2 separate regions of the Zea mays genome follow, and region 2 is linked to region 1. A link is a contact called in public Hi-C data. All regions are on one chromosome and are shown on one strand. Each heading gives the region's core, a stretch centred on a gene start, on an enhancer-like site or on the middle of the called end of the contact. The rest is flanking DNA. Distances are from core to core; before and after follow the strand shown.

The links. Hi-C and Micro-C count contacts between places; a contact is called where the count stands out from the background.
Region 2: a Hi-C map of ear shows a contact between it and region 1, with 3 times the contacts expected there. The contact joins the promoter of LOC103641967 here to the enhancer-like site in region 1. A contact is called at or near these places in 6 of 25 Hi-C or Micro-C datasets (ear, leaf and tassel).

Annotation. Positions count from the first base shown.
Region 1 is chr10:140,077,223-140,083,887 of Zm-B73-REFERENCE-NAM-5.0, forward strand. No RefSeq gene overlaps it. Among protein-coding and RNA genes, the nearest start is that of LOC103641967, 36 kb to the right of the region's middle. Within about 2 kb of position 4,174, at least 17 of the 20 cell types and tissues checked have an H3K27ac peak or open chromatin away from gene starts, as enhancers often do. A contact at or near this core is called in ear, leaf and tassel, where this site is marked.
Region 2 is chr10:140,112,586-140,119,250 of Zm-B73-REFERENCE-NAM-5.0, forward strand. It overlaps LOC103641967 (polyphenol oxidase, chloroplastic), which reads right to left and starts at 4,356. Exons shown (of 3, transcript XM_008665268.4): 1 at 3,756-4,356; 2 at 3,317-3,578; 3 at 1,665-2,753. The coding sequence starts at 4,276. The coding sequence ends at 1,896.

The sequences.
Region 1 (6,665 bases), core at 2,924-5,423:
AAGAAATGGAAGATACAAAACCAAAGAACCGGAGGGGAGAGGATAAGAAAGAAAAAATAAAAAGAGAAGAACAAAAACCCACTAGACCAGATCAACAAGACCTCAGCTACTAGCAATATCCGATGACTGCAATGGCCACTTGATTAACGCTTCTATGCTGACTTTGGAAAATTCTGTTATTTCTTTCCAGCCATAAATTCCACCAAAAATGAATTAGCAGGTCGTCGAAGCATCTTCTTGACTGTCTGTTGCAAAGGCTACGCAGGCCCGTCCACCAATCATACAAAGATGTGTCGCTGGGAATCCCATTCAAGAAAGGAAGGTTGGCCCAGGACAACACTTTGTTCCACACCTCTCTACTGAAGGGACAGTCCTTGCATAAGTGCAGAATTGTTTCTGGGGCCGAGTTACAGAGACAGCATAATGGGTTGCAAGGCCAACCCCTTTTAAGAAGGTTATCGGCCGTTAGGATTCTCTTATGTAGTAATGTCCAGGCAAAGAAACGGCACCTCGGTTCCACCATAGCCTTCCAAATAGGGCAGAGATTCATTGTACTGTAATTGGATGGGAATTGGATGTTGTAAGCACTGCTTGCACTATACTGCCCATCTGCCGACCATTTCCAAGTAATGGTGTCCTCCAAACCATTGAGTTCTTGCATGTTACCTATGGCCTGCCATAGAGAGACGAACTCTCTAAGCTCAACCTCCCCCGAGCATGGGAAGCATAATCGTATCCAATTGTTGTTAGTGAGTGCTTTTTCAACCGTGATATTCTTCCTCTTTGTCTTCCTGAAGAGTGAAGGTGCAATGCTCTTAGGGGCTTGACCATGGATCCAGCTAGATTTCCAGAACTCAGCTATCTTTCCATTGCCAACCGTCACCATTGTGGATGCATTGAAGAGATCTTCATCAGTACTGTCACAAGGAAGCTTCATGGCAGTCCACGCCCTGTCTTTGCTCTGCCATCGTAGCCAAAGCCATCTTAGTCTTAACCCCCTCGCAAAACAATCAAGATCCAGAATTCCAAGACCCCCCTTGCTCTTTGGGAGGCAAGTTGTGGGCCAGTTGATAAGGCAGTGACCCCCGGAGCAAGCCTCTGGATTGTTCCCTTTCCACAGGAAGTTGCGTCTCATTTTGTCAATTGAATGCAGCAACCATTTATGAGGCGGAAAAACCGTTAGATGGTAGATTGGCTGTGCGGATAGCACCGATTTTACTAGAGTTTCCCTACCAGCCTTGGACAACAGTTTACCTTTCCAGCCAGCCAATTTGTTGTTAATTTTTTCGATTAGTGGTTGGAGATCCGTCCTTTTTAGGGTGAGTCTCTAGTTATGATCGAACTTGCTCTTACGCTACTTCGCATTATTATAGCTGCTTGCCACCTGCTAGTCCTACCTATAGATGCATGTCAGACCGATTTCCATCTTTGCATTGAGAGGTGCATGGAGTAGACCTTGCTCGCTGTTATCGTGCATAGAGCGAGACGTACGTTTGTCATCCTCGTCACGACTTCACCTCGCAGCAGATCACTCGGGACAGTTTGCAGCAGGATTCACCATTATATTGAGGAATGAACGAGCAGTACAGAAGTAAATAGTAAAATAGAAGATTAAAAAATAAAGCTAGGGCCGTGTGTCCCCGTTTTACCCAGCAGGACTTGCAACGGGGATCAAACGTACAGTATCATGCTAAATACTGAGATGCAAACAAAAGGGACTCAAGTTTGTGTTGTCTCTTCCCCTTGCGCGTTGCGTTCAGATTTCAGAATGTGGAGACGAATGTTTCGCAACTAGCTGCTAGTCACGGGATAGAAAATAAAAAACGTACAAGGGCGCTCTTTTATGTGTTGTTGTTTTGGTCGTAGCTGCAGGCTGGGCAGTGAAAGGGTACAAACTGCAGAACGCGAGCTGCATATACTCTAAGGAATAGCTTTTGAAAGAACCACGTACAACATCACTGTACACCATTTTCGGCGGCCGCTGTTATTTTCGGCGGCCTGACACAGCCGCCGAAAATAACTCTATTTCCGGCGGCTACTGACACATCCGCCGAAAATAACTGTTTAGTTTTCGGCGCCGAAAACTAAAAGTTTAAAACGGTCCCCGACCTTCTTCTCTGTTTCTTTCTGTCGTCCTTGAGCCCGCCCGCGCCGCCTTGCCTCCGGCCGCCGCTCCTGGCCGTCCCCGCGCTGCCGCTCCTCGGCCGACCACGCGCCGCCGCTCCCCGGCCGGCCCTGCGCCGCTGGTCCCGGGCCACCCCCTGCGCGGGACTCCGGCCGAGGCCGCCGTCGCCCCGAGCCACCACCGTCGACCGCCGACGTTCCTACTCCATCGCCGCCGTTCAAAGCCCCGAGCCGCCACCGTCGTGGAATCACTCCGCCGTCGTCGCCAAGCTCTTCCTCGTCGTAAGGTATTTTTTGCGTTTTTTATTCCATATTTTCGGCGGCCGTTATTGAATTACCGCCGAAATTAGTATATATTTATAATTGTGTTTGTTTGATTAGTTGTGTGATTAGTATTATTGTTTAGTTCGATTTCATTAATGTATTAGTGGTATATATGGTTTAGTGATTAGAGGTATATTGTATTTAGGCATTAATTTCATATTAATATGTGGTACTAATTATATTATTAGCTTTAATAGTATATTATATTAGTACGTATAATAGTTGCATAATTAATTGCCTATTTTCGGTGGCAAAGGGCTTATTTTCGGTGGCTTCTCGTAGCCGAAAATGGTTGTAGCTTCGGTTGTGACGCAGCTAGGTTGACAAGCTCTGAGCAGAAAGATTTTGTGCTACCGCAAATTCCTTCTCACGCCATGCATTGCCCATGCATCAGCACGCTGCACGCACTGGCAGGAGAGGGTGTGGAATACACAGCAACACGGCGGTGCAAACTTTCAATGAGGCAGCACAAAACCTCTCGAGACTCGAGAAATATAGCGGGGCGTGAAGTGGAACTGGAAGAACTGGAAGAGCCGATGCAGCTGAGGCACTGACCGAAGCCTAGGGAGCCTACACGTACGCGCGCCTGGCCTGCGCTGTCTGCATCCATCCTTCTTCCCTTTGGTTTGCCTACTTGTAGAAGCAAAGTTGACATAAAAGCTGCGTAGAAACCAAAGTTTTGGCTGTGGCCTCAGGCAGGCGGCAGGAGGCAGCTCGATCATACGTTGGCACCGGAGAAGACGGGGACGGAAAGGGAGAGCTTTGGATTGCGAAGAATGTGGAATAAAATTAAGTAGAGATAATGTGGATAGCATGTATTGAAAAGTTAAACGTTAATAGGGATGACATAGTTGGAGATGATGTGGATAGTTAGTGTGAGATGATGTATAGCGGTGTAATGTCAATTCCTACTAATTGACTAAAGGTCCTTTTTGCCGATCTCTTGGGAGAATATACTTCCGGTTGCAGTCATCACTCATCACCAATCCGGCAATGTGGAAACGTGAAAAGCGGAGCATCATGAGAGCAATACGAGGAGCGTACACTATATATAGTACGCAGCCAGCTATAGTAAGAAAGGATGATGAAAATGCAGACGTGGCAGTGGCAATGATCGCCGTGTACATATATATGCATGTGCAGCAGCACAGCACCGTTGGTGCTATTTACAGGTCCGTGAGATAGGATAGGATAACGCCAAGGGCATGCACGTACCATTTAATGGAGGAAGCTAGGGTAAGCATGCATGTTTCGTTTGACCACACCACAGTGCCATTCGTGACCTTTTGCGCGCGGCCAGAGACAGACAGAATGAACAATTAATTGCCACACTGTTTTATTTTGCATCTGGTGAAATACACGCTCTGCATGCTGCCGATCTTCACCATCATCCCCTGCACCGATTTCTACTGAAAAACGTGTTTCTGTTGACACTGAAATTCGACCAGGAGGTCCATATAGTATTCGTCGGCTAAATCTAAACCCGCCGTCTTGCCCTGTAGTATGTATGGGTTTGTAGCTCCTGGCTAGCTGGCTGACGGCACGAGTCGCATACTGGGATCCATGAGACGACGAGACAGCGCGATACCGTACGTCCTACTCGGGGAGGTCAACCATTAATTATAGTGCAAACGTACGTAACCGGGCCGTTCTGGCTTGGACTGCTCGGTGCTCGATGCACATCTTTCTGATAAGAAGCCCAGCCTGCATCCTCCTACGGAAAGCCCACTTGAGCCAGCCCATGGACCAGTCCATGTAGCCTACCTGCTCCTATCTCTATCTGCAAACCACTACTACGAGCCCATAAGGGGCCAGTCCATATGGCGCTCAACCTGAATTATATGTTACAATACTTGCATACAATGCAGATTTTCCATTGCTAAACATGTTACGTCTCGTTCTACCCTACATCTGCTCTGCAATATTTCATTCAGTCTGTAGCCATGGCTTGGTTTCGAGTCGGTGTACTATGGAAGGAACATGCATGTCGTTGCTATCATTATTCCAGTTGCCTTCTGATGCAATTAACGATATTCTATGACTCACGGTCGTTGGATATACACTAAAATCACCGTTATGAACTTTTTTTAATCTTTTTCATCCTCCCTAGTCATCTTCATAATGTAGCATTCGAGTCTAGCTAATAGATATATGACGTGTTGGATTGCAGCATCATATAGCCCGGAGTCAAATCATCCGTTATGGGTTGGAGACGAGAAAGACGAGGTCATCTGATATTTTTTCAAGAAACCAGCTCGACCGTCAACTTACGCCTGCGAAGACGGCTACCAAGGATGGCTTGACGACGGATCGGTTCACCTCGTGACACAAACCAGACAGAACATCTAGGTTGGGACCACTAGTACAATTTGGCTCTATACAAGCGGTAGGATTTTTACATCACACGCGGTTCGGTTAGAAAACCGCCTGTGATGTCCCAGGCGGTTTAGTACGCCTGTGATGTAATAGTATCACAAGCGGTTTTTGTTTAGGACCGCCTGTGATGCTCTATCCTTTTCACAAGCGGACCCTAAGACAAAACCGCATGTGATTGTAAAATTATGAAAATACAATTTAAATATGAAAATAATTTTATTTTTTAACAGAAATATGCAAATACAATTTAAATGAATTAATATTTAATTTTTAACAATAATATGCAAATACAATTTAAATGAATTATAATAGCACACATAGATAACTAGAGAGATTTTAAATTAATTGGCAACCACAATTCATAGTCGATCATACATGATAACAAATACAATTTGATTCATACAATTTTTCATGAACTACCATTTTTCCGCATGTATGGCTTTAAGTTCTTATCAATTTTCTTTTCCACACGCTTGATTCTCTCTGGACCGTTAAAGACGAATATCTCTTCATACTTATTGTATTTCTCATCTTGGTCTCCCACATTCTCAACTCCAACAATTTTTTGCTTTCCAGAAATAACTACATGCATCTTCTCATCTGCTGGATCGAGTACATAGAACACTTGTGCAACACATTCGGCGAGAACCCACGGGTCATCTTTATATCCTACTTTCTTTAAGTCTACCAGTGTGAGTCCGTAGTTATCCACTATCACCCCCACGGGATGTTGTACCCATTGGCACTTAAACAAGGGTATTTTCATGCTTGGGCCATAATCAAGTTCCCATATTTCCTCTATGAATCCAAAATATGTGGTCTTCTGTCCATGTAGGTCAAAAGCATCGATACGAACACCGCTATTTTGTGCAACACTTTTCATGTCTTTTGATTTAGTGTAGAATGTGTACCCATTGATGTCATATGCTTGCCACGATGTCACAAAACACGATGGCCCAGAAGCCAAATTCTTCATTGTTTTCTCATCCGAAGAGTCTCCGAATGGGATGTTTTTGTCCATTAACCATTCGCTGAAACGATGTTTGTGCTCCCTCATGATCCAGTCCTCTGTGCGGTTCTGATTTTCTTTACGAAGCTCATTCAGGTGTTCCTCTATGTAAGGCTCGGCTATCGTGAGATGTTGTAGTACACTACCATGAGCACAATGTACTAGCTTGTAATCCTCAACGCGAAAAGTTTTCTTGCCCATTCTCCCTCTCCCACATAGTTTACCCTCATGTTTAGGTACAGGCACACCTATCATTGTTCCGTCACTGATGTAATCTATACAGCTCTCAATCACTTCTTCTGTAGTGTATCCCTCCATGATTGAACCCTCTGGGTGAGCGCGATTTCGCACATAACCTTTTAATACTCCCAGGTATCGCTCCAACTGAAACATATGATGTAAATATAGTGGCCCTAATATTTTTATCTGATCCACGAGATGTATGATTAGGTGTACTTGCATATCAAAAAATGATGGAGGAAAACACATTTCAAGCTTGCACATAGTCTCGATGATGTATGCCTTTAGATAGTCCAAGTCTTCTAAAGCTATTACTTTTTGTGAAACCGCATTGAAAAAGTAACACAAGCGTGTGATGACAACTTTGACATGCTCTGTTTTGAGGGCTCTTACCGCAATTGGGAGGAACACCGTCATCATCACATGACAGTCATGAGAGTTGTAGCCAAATAGAGACAAGTCCTTCATCCTGACTAGTCTGGTGATATTGGATGAGAAACCTGTGGGCACTTTGACCCCACGCAAACATTTGCAAATCTTTGTTCTCTCCTCAACTGACAAGTTGTAGCTAGCTGGGGGGAGGTAAGGCTTC
Region 2 (6,665 bases), core at 3,106-5,605, 36 kb after region 1:
TTTTTGTTTCTATGCGTGTAATTCATTTCCTTTCGTTGCACATTATTTTCATCATAAATTCGTGTGCATGCAGCTGGTAACAGATTTTTACGCAGTATATCGAATTGCATATTTATTTACATAGTGTAGCATATTTAGTCTCAGTATATATCATAAAATGGTCCTTACGCGTCTAGCTGCATGGCTGTTGCAGCGATCCTAAATTTATGGAGGAAATAAAGGATTTAAAAGTAGAAACTGCCGCACATATCTTTCCTAAATTTATGCGCATGCATTGGATCGTGTTTGACTCATGCATGCATTCCTTTTTTGCGCTAACAGACGTGGGGCAGGTGGCGCACCCGACAGCCTGGTTGGACGCGCTGGTTGAACCAGTTTACATGGGTGGTCGGCCTGGGCTTCCGTTAACTATTGGAAGCACAGGGCTCCCGTTATACCTACCCTATATATACTCATGCATGTATATGTTTCAATTTCACCATGTAAACTCAAATCCAATAATATGATTCAATGGCGATCTTGTTGTTGCTCATGAACATGTAGTGTGTGTACATCAATTATACCATTCTTTTTATATACACTAGTATTATCTACCTCGTACAGTGGTGATAGTTATCTTATTGACACTACTATAATAAAGCTGCATTGGTACTAGTTCAGAACCGGCTCCGTTACCGGATTTTTTCATCCGGTACTATGGAAACGGGACTAGAGGCATAGTCTTAGTTGCATGAATGGGTGTTAATTAATGCCTTTATGGTATGTCCAACCCACGTGCATGACCTGTATTTTAAGGCGTGTCTAACGGGGTACCGGATAAGTACAAAAAAAAATACAAGAGACGTGTCTCGATGAATGAAAGTCTTTAGCATTGTTGTATAAATTTAAAATATCTTGAGGGGTTCTAGTGAATAGGATACAAGAAGATACATTGAGTTGTATGAATGAGTTTTTTAATGTATCTAGTGCTTTGAGAACTGCAATACAATATCTTAGTTGTACATGCCTAATATCTCTTAGTGCCGGTTATAGCCATCAACTGGTATTAAAGGGGATCATGTGGCCGTAGAGGATCCATAGATCATAGTATGGACGCCCCTTTACTACTAGTTACGGGGTATAACCGGTATAAAAGAGACTCTTTTAGAACATCTACAACAGTTTTCTTAAAGAAAAACTCCCTGGCTAAAGACAGACGTTGGAACTGGCTGAGTGATAATAGGTATTAAAAAAATCTATGTTCTCTATTTTTAGTTGTCAGATTTTTTTTTGACGCGCATGCATCTAATTTTTGGGAGTGAACAAGAGAGGTTACTATATATATATAACAACTTTGTAGATTTAGCAACCTTTTTTACATAATTGTTTGAGGACCCTTTTTTATAACAACTTCTTAAATACGTATTTAGGAACTCTGCAGATGTTCTTAGTACCGCTTATATAAATCAAATGCTATTAAAGAGAGTATCCATATTGATTAATTATTATTGTCTATATGTGTTTATTTACACTACTTATACTATATTATTATATATTTAGCTTTTTATATATTGATGGAATACATATGTATATACTAAGAGCATTATATATTAATAGTAATATATATACATTGTATTGAATTTTGCATTAGAAATTTTGAACACCAAATTTGAATACGTTGTGAATAGTGATCCAAGAATTAAAATTTTTAACTTAAATATCTTTGAGTTTTTTCTAGCATCCTGCTGTTTGGGCAGCACAAACACAAATCCCACACTCCGCGATACACGTAGGTATACTCGTAAATCATCACACAGTTATTCGTGTATATATATACCTCATATATACTCGTAGAGCAGATGTTGCTACGCGTTAGCACCTGTACTCTCAGTCCGGTAGGAGTAGGACGTAGGACCTCACCCGACATACTCGATCCCGACGCCACCAACAGTTACCATGTCCCCGGCGCACCTCGGCACGAGCGACACGATGATCGTCTTGTCCCCGTCAGCACCGATGTCGTCGAGCAGGTCGCATATGCCGAACCTCGCCACGGTCTTCACCGTGCCCTTGCCCTTCCCAGGCCGGACCGCGTGCGGCGTCAGCGCCACGCTCCCCGCGCACTGCGCCGCCGCCGGCATGCCGCCCCCGCTCTGGGAGTCGTTCACGAACACGTCGAACTTGACGAACCTGCTCGAGTGGTCAGCGATCTCGATCCCCTGGACGACCAGCACCTCCTCCTTGGCGTCCTTCTCCTTGCGGGTCCTCGAGGTCTTGGGCCGCGTCACGGCCACCCGCACGGTCTGGTTCAGTGTCGCCGGGAGCGCGCCCGCGGTGGGCGCCGGAGACCCGGCCTCCTTGGCCGGCTTGGCGTTCAGCCACGGCAGGGCGACGTCCTGGTAGGCGTAGCCCAGGGCAGCGGTGTCGAGGCAGTCCCGGACGCGCACGCGGACGAGGCGGGCCTCCTCGTCGTAGAAGAGGAAGCTGGCGTCCAGCCAGCTGGGGTCGGTGAAGTCGCTGTTGCCGGGGCGGAGGCCGTTCCAGACCGACCACATGCGGTCGATGTTGCCGTGGTGCGCGAAGAAGAGCGGGTCGCGCGCGGCGGAGTAGAAGTTGCCCATGTCCTCGCCGTTCGGCTGCCTCGGGTCGCCGCTCCAGAAGTGTACTGGGTTGTGCGGGATGCTCTCGACGGTGCCCGCGCCCGGATCTGGCTGGTCGCCCTGGCGGTAAGGCATCCCAAAGAAGAGTTCCTTCTTCTTGGCACCGGAGATCATCTGACGTAGAGCAGAGACATGTGTTTCCATCCATGTGCTAATCAGAGATCAAGTGTTCAATTCAATTACGTAAAATAATTGACTGTCCAATGTCACTGCAGTGTTACGCTAACCTGACACATTATGAGGCTATCCGCAACCGTTACCCCTAAATTTTTCCCCCTATATCACTTTTCCCCCCTATTTTCCCCCTATTTTTTCTTCTCCCGCAGCGGTTCCCCCTAAATACTCCCCCTATACCCCACTACTGCTATAAAATATCATTTTCTATATCAACTATCAAATTTTTATCTACTAATAATTACTCGTGGACCCACAACACATTGTTTAGGGTGATGAACAGTGACACGCTAGATCTGGGGGGAGAGAGAAGGGGACCGACACGTAGGGGGCGCTGTAGGGGGCACCGCTGCGGCCATAGGGTGCCCCCTACGCGCCGCATGCAAGGGGAGGGGGCAGGGGAGGGGGCAGCGTTGCGGTCAGTCTGAGGGTGAAATATTGTGTACGACTAGGACAAGACAACTAGCTATGCTAGCACGCGTACGTACGGTAATACTACTGACCTGACGGTACATGATCATTAGATTCTGATCGATCTGCTGAGCTCTTGGTATGGTTGGCTCGGTCCCGTCGTAGTCGAGGTCAAGCGTGAATGGCGGCTGGTGAGCAGGGTCACGCCTTTCATCGTACAACGGGGAGGACTTGTCGGCGTAGATCGCCGGCAGCGACATGCCGCCGGGCGCATCCCAGTTCCAGAACGGCAGTGCAAACTTGTCGTCGCCGACGAGTTTCCCAAGAATCCTTTCGTGGAAGTAGAGGTAGAACCTGCACACGCGTTGTCCAATTTGTGAAACTAATCAAGCTGCGTAACAAAAAAAAAAAGTTGCGCGCGCGCGAATTAATTATTAATTAATCGCTGAAGCATACACGACACGAGCAAGTTCACGTAACACCCTACACAACACGGAAGCATGCATGCATGTGGATCTATCCGGCTGTCACCTGTGCCATTGGAAGAAGAGCCAGCAGTTGTGTATCTGGATCTCCAGGTCCGGGAACCCGACCTGGTCGAACGCGCCGTCGCAGTAGGCGCAGTGCACGCGCCACTGCTGCGCGAAGCTACGCGGGTCGTCGTCCGGCAGCTGCTTCATCAGCGCCACGGCCTTCTCGTACTTGGCCACGTACTCCGCGTCCACCAGGTGAGCGGCCGGGCGCACGCGGAGCCGCGGCGAAGGAGTGAAGTCGACGATCCCCGGGCTCGGGCAGCAGTTCACATCCTCCGCCGTGTCGGGGAGGTCGGGCGGGTGGCAGTTCCGGAGGTCCGGCGCCTGGATGGGCGCGCCGCCGCTGCTCGACGAGGACGACGACCTGAGGAGGCCGGACGCCGCCGCCCCGCCGAGGCCGAGGAGCACGTCGCGGCGGTCGGCGGCGCCGGTAGCCTTGCACCTGACTGTCGTCGTCTGGAGGCTGCGGCATGGCGCCGCGAAAGCGAAACCTCGTGGCATGGTGGTGGCGATCAACATGGCGGTAGCTGCTACTCAGTGGTGAACTTGCTGTGGAGTGTGAACTTGTGAGTCGTACGTGGCCGGTGCCGTGCCATGGTTTAGCGAGTCGCTATATATAGGAAGTGTGTAGGCATGTGATCGATCGCAGGTTGACTAGTTGGGCACTTGGGCTGGCTGGATGTCTGGTTTGGCCGTTTGTTGGGTGCTAGTGCTACTCCTATGTAGTCTCGTGTCGAGGTTTAACCACTAGTACAACATCTAGAACGTCGTTATTATTGACGGTTCGATCACTACTTTTAATGACGTTTTACTAGCCGCCAATGTAAAAGGATAGTGAAAGCTGTAAATTTCTCGTGTGTTTGCTAGAGAACCTCAAGAGTACTAAGTATATATAAATACCTTGTTGCTTTTTCAAGATAACTAGCAGTCACGGCAACCGAGGTTTGAGACTATCTCCAGCACTTTATCTATCTCTCTATATTTATATTTAAATTTTACTCTATGAACAGTACAAACTAAAATACAAAATAGTACAAAATAATGTAACTTTGAGTAAACTGGTGTAGACGGTGACACTATATGACCTCTGCCACCAAAAAGGCTCTCATATCCATTTACAAGATTTGTCTACCATATTTTATTTTGATTTCATTTTTAAATGAGTATTCTAAAACTCCAAATAAAGAGGTTGTCAACTATAACGGTTTGTAATTTTTTTAAGTTCTACAGCTTTGGTTTCTGGTTGTTTCTTCATTTATGATCATTTGAGATTTTTGGATTTTAAATCTGAAAAAATCGAATGTAATTTTTGGAGCCTAACACTACTGGACACAAAAACACTCGACAACAGAGCATGTTTTTGGTAGTGTAAATAGCTTCAGATAAAAAAATCAATAGACAACTACAAAATTGTAAACCTTTTTAAGTACTATAGCTTTCATCTAAACTACTCCCTCCGTCCCAGTATATAAGATGTAATCAGCTCTAGTTCAAAGACCAAAAAATATACTTAATTATGTTTATACCACTGTATCGATATACGTGTATATATATATAGAGAGAGAGAGAGCACGTCTTATATTATAGGACAAGAATAAAAAGTGGTTAAGTCTTATATCATCCTGGGATGGAGGGAGTATTTTCCAATTTGAGACCACTTGAAAAGTTATAAAAGATCAATTACAAATTATCATCGTAAATATATTTGTATTGGCGATTTTCTAAACAAAATCGCAAGTTAACTAAGACCACTAACAAATTACCAAATGCAGTACGTGCTATATATACGTCTATATATTTCCTGAAAGACTAGAGAGGAATAAATTTTGTGATGCGACGAAGCACGCGTGCTTTAAACAGAACAAAACTTGCATGGTAATGGTAACGAAACGGGCTGGGGGCCGATCGTGTAACATGCTGCTAGCTGCATGCTATAGACCATAAATTATAGAGTAGTATGCGCGTCCGAACACACACTACATCGTGACAGCCTTAGCTATATTTATACTCTACACTACATCTCGCACACGCATAATATCTCTCGATCGACTTCGTTTGTCACACGCGCACGGAAACTATGCTAATAAGCCCCTAGGATGGCGAGATGACGGCTCACCCAATTACCGACGAAAAGCAGCAGCTGTAAACATCGATAGACAAGCGTGCCACGAACTGCAATTGCTATTGGCAACACCACTTTTTCCTATATGATGCATATCAAAATTTTAAAAAATAGAAGCAGCTTAGCAATTTTGCCAATACTTGTAATAACCTTGTAGTATCTATATATGATGTGTGTTACTCATTTTTTTTATATTACAATTCTGCCAACACTTGAGGAGTCAAGCGTGTCCATCCTATTCTCAAAACCCAAGAGACGAACACATATAATACTCTGTGACTAGCATTATTGCACATGTACACTAAATATTATAGTTTAGGATACTTTGTCTCCGAACACGTATTGCTAAAAGTGATGTAAAAAACACTACGGTTATATCATGACATTTTAAAACTGTAGTATTCTAAAACCATAGTTTTAAAATATTTTGTCTGTCAAACACACTACTTAAAACTTCAGTATGCTTCATCAGTAGTCTTATCTTTCAAACCGCGTCTTCCTTTATTATATTCTACAACAACTTACTTAATAAATGTGCATTCTTATTTGTCTCAAATACAAATATGCATTTGCATCTCTAGATATATTAGAACTTGTAAAAAAATATACACATCGTACGTGTAGGCACATATGTTATCTGACAAGTGGTTGCATCCCTGTTTGGTTTGACTGTTTGTTATACGGAAGTGACGATGCTACACGTGTCGATCACGTCGAGGTTAAATTTGCTTTAAACCGAACGAAAACTGGCCGGTACCGAAAACTGAGATGCTTAGCTATCTTTAT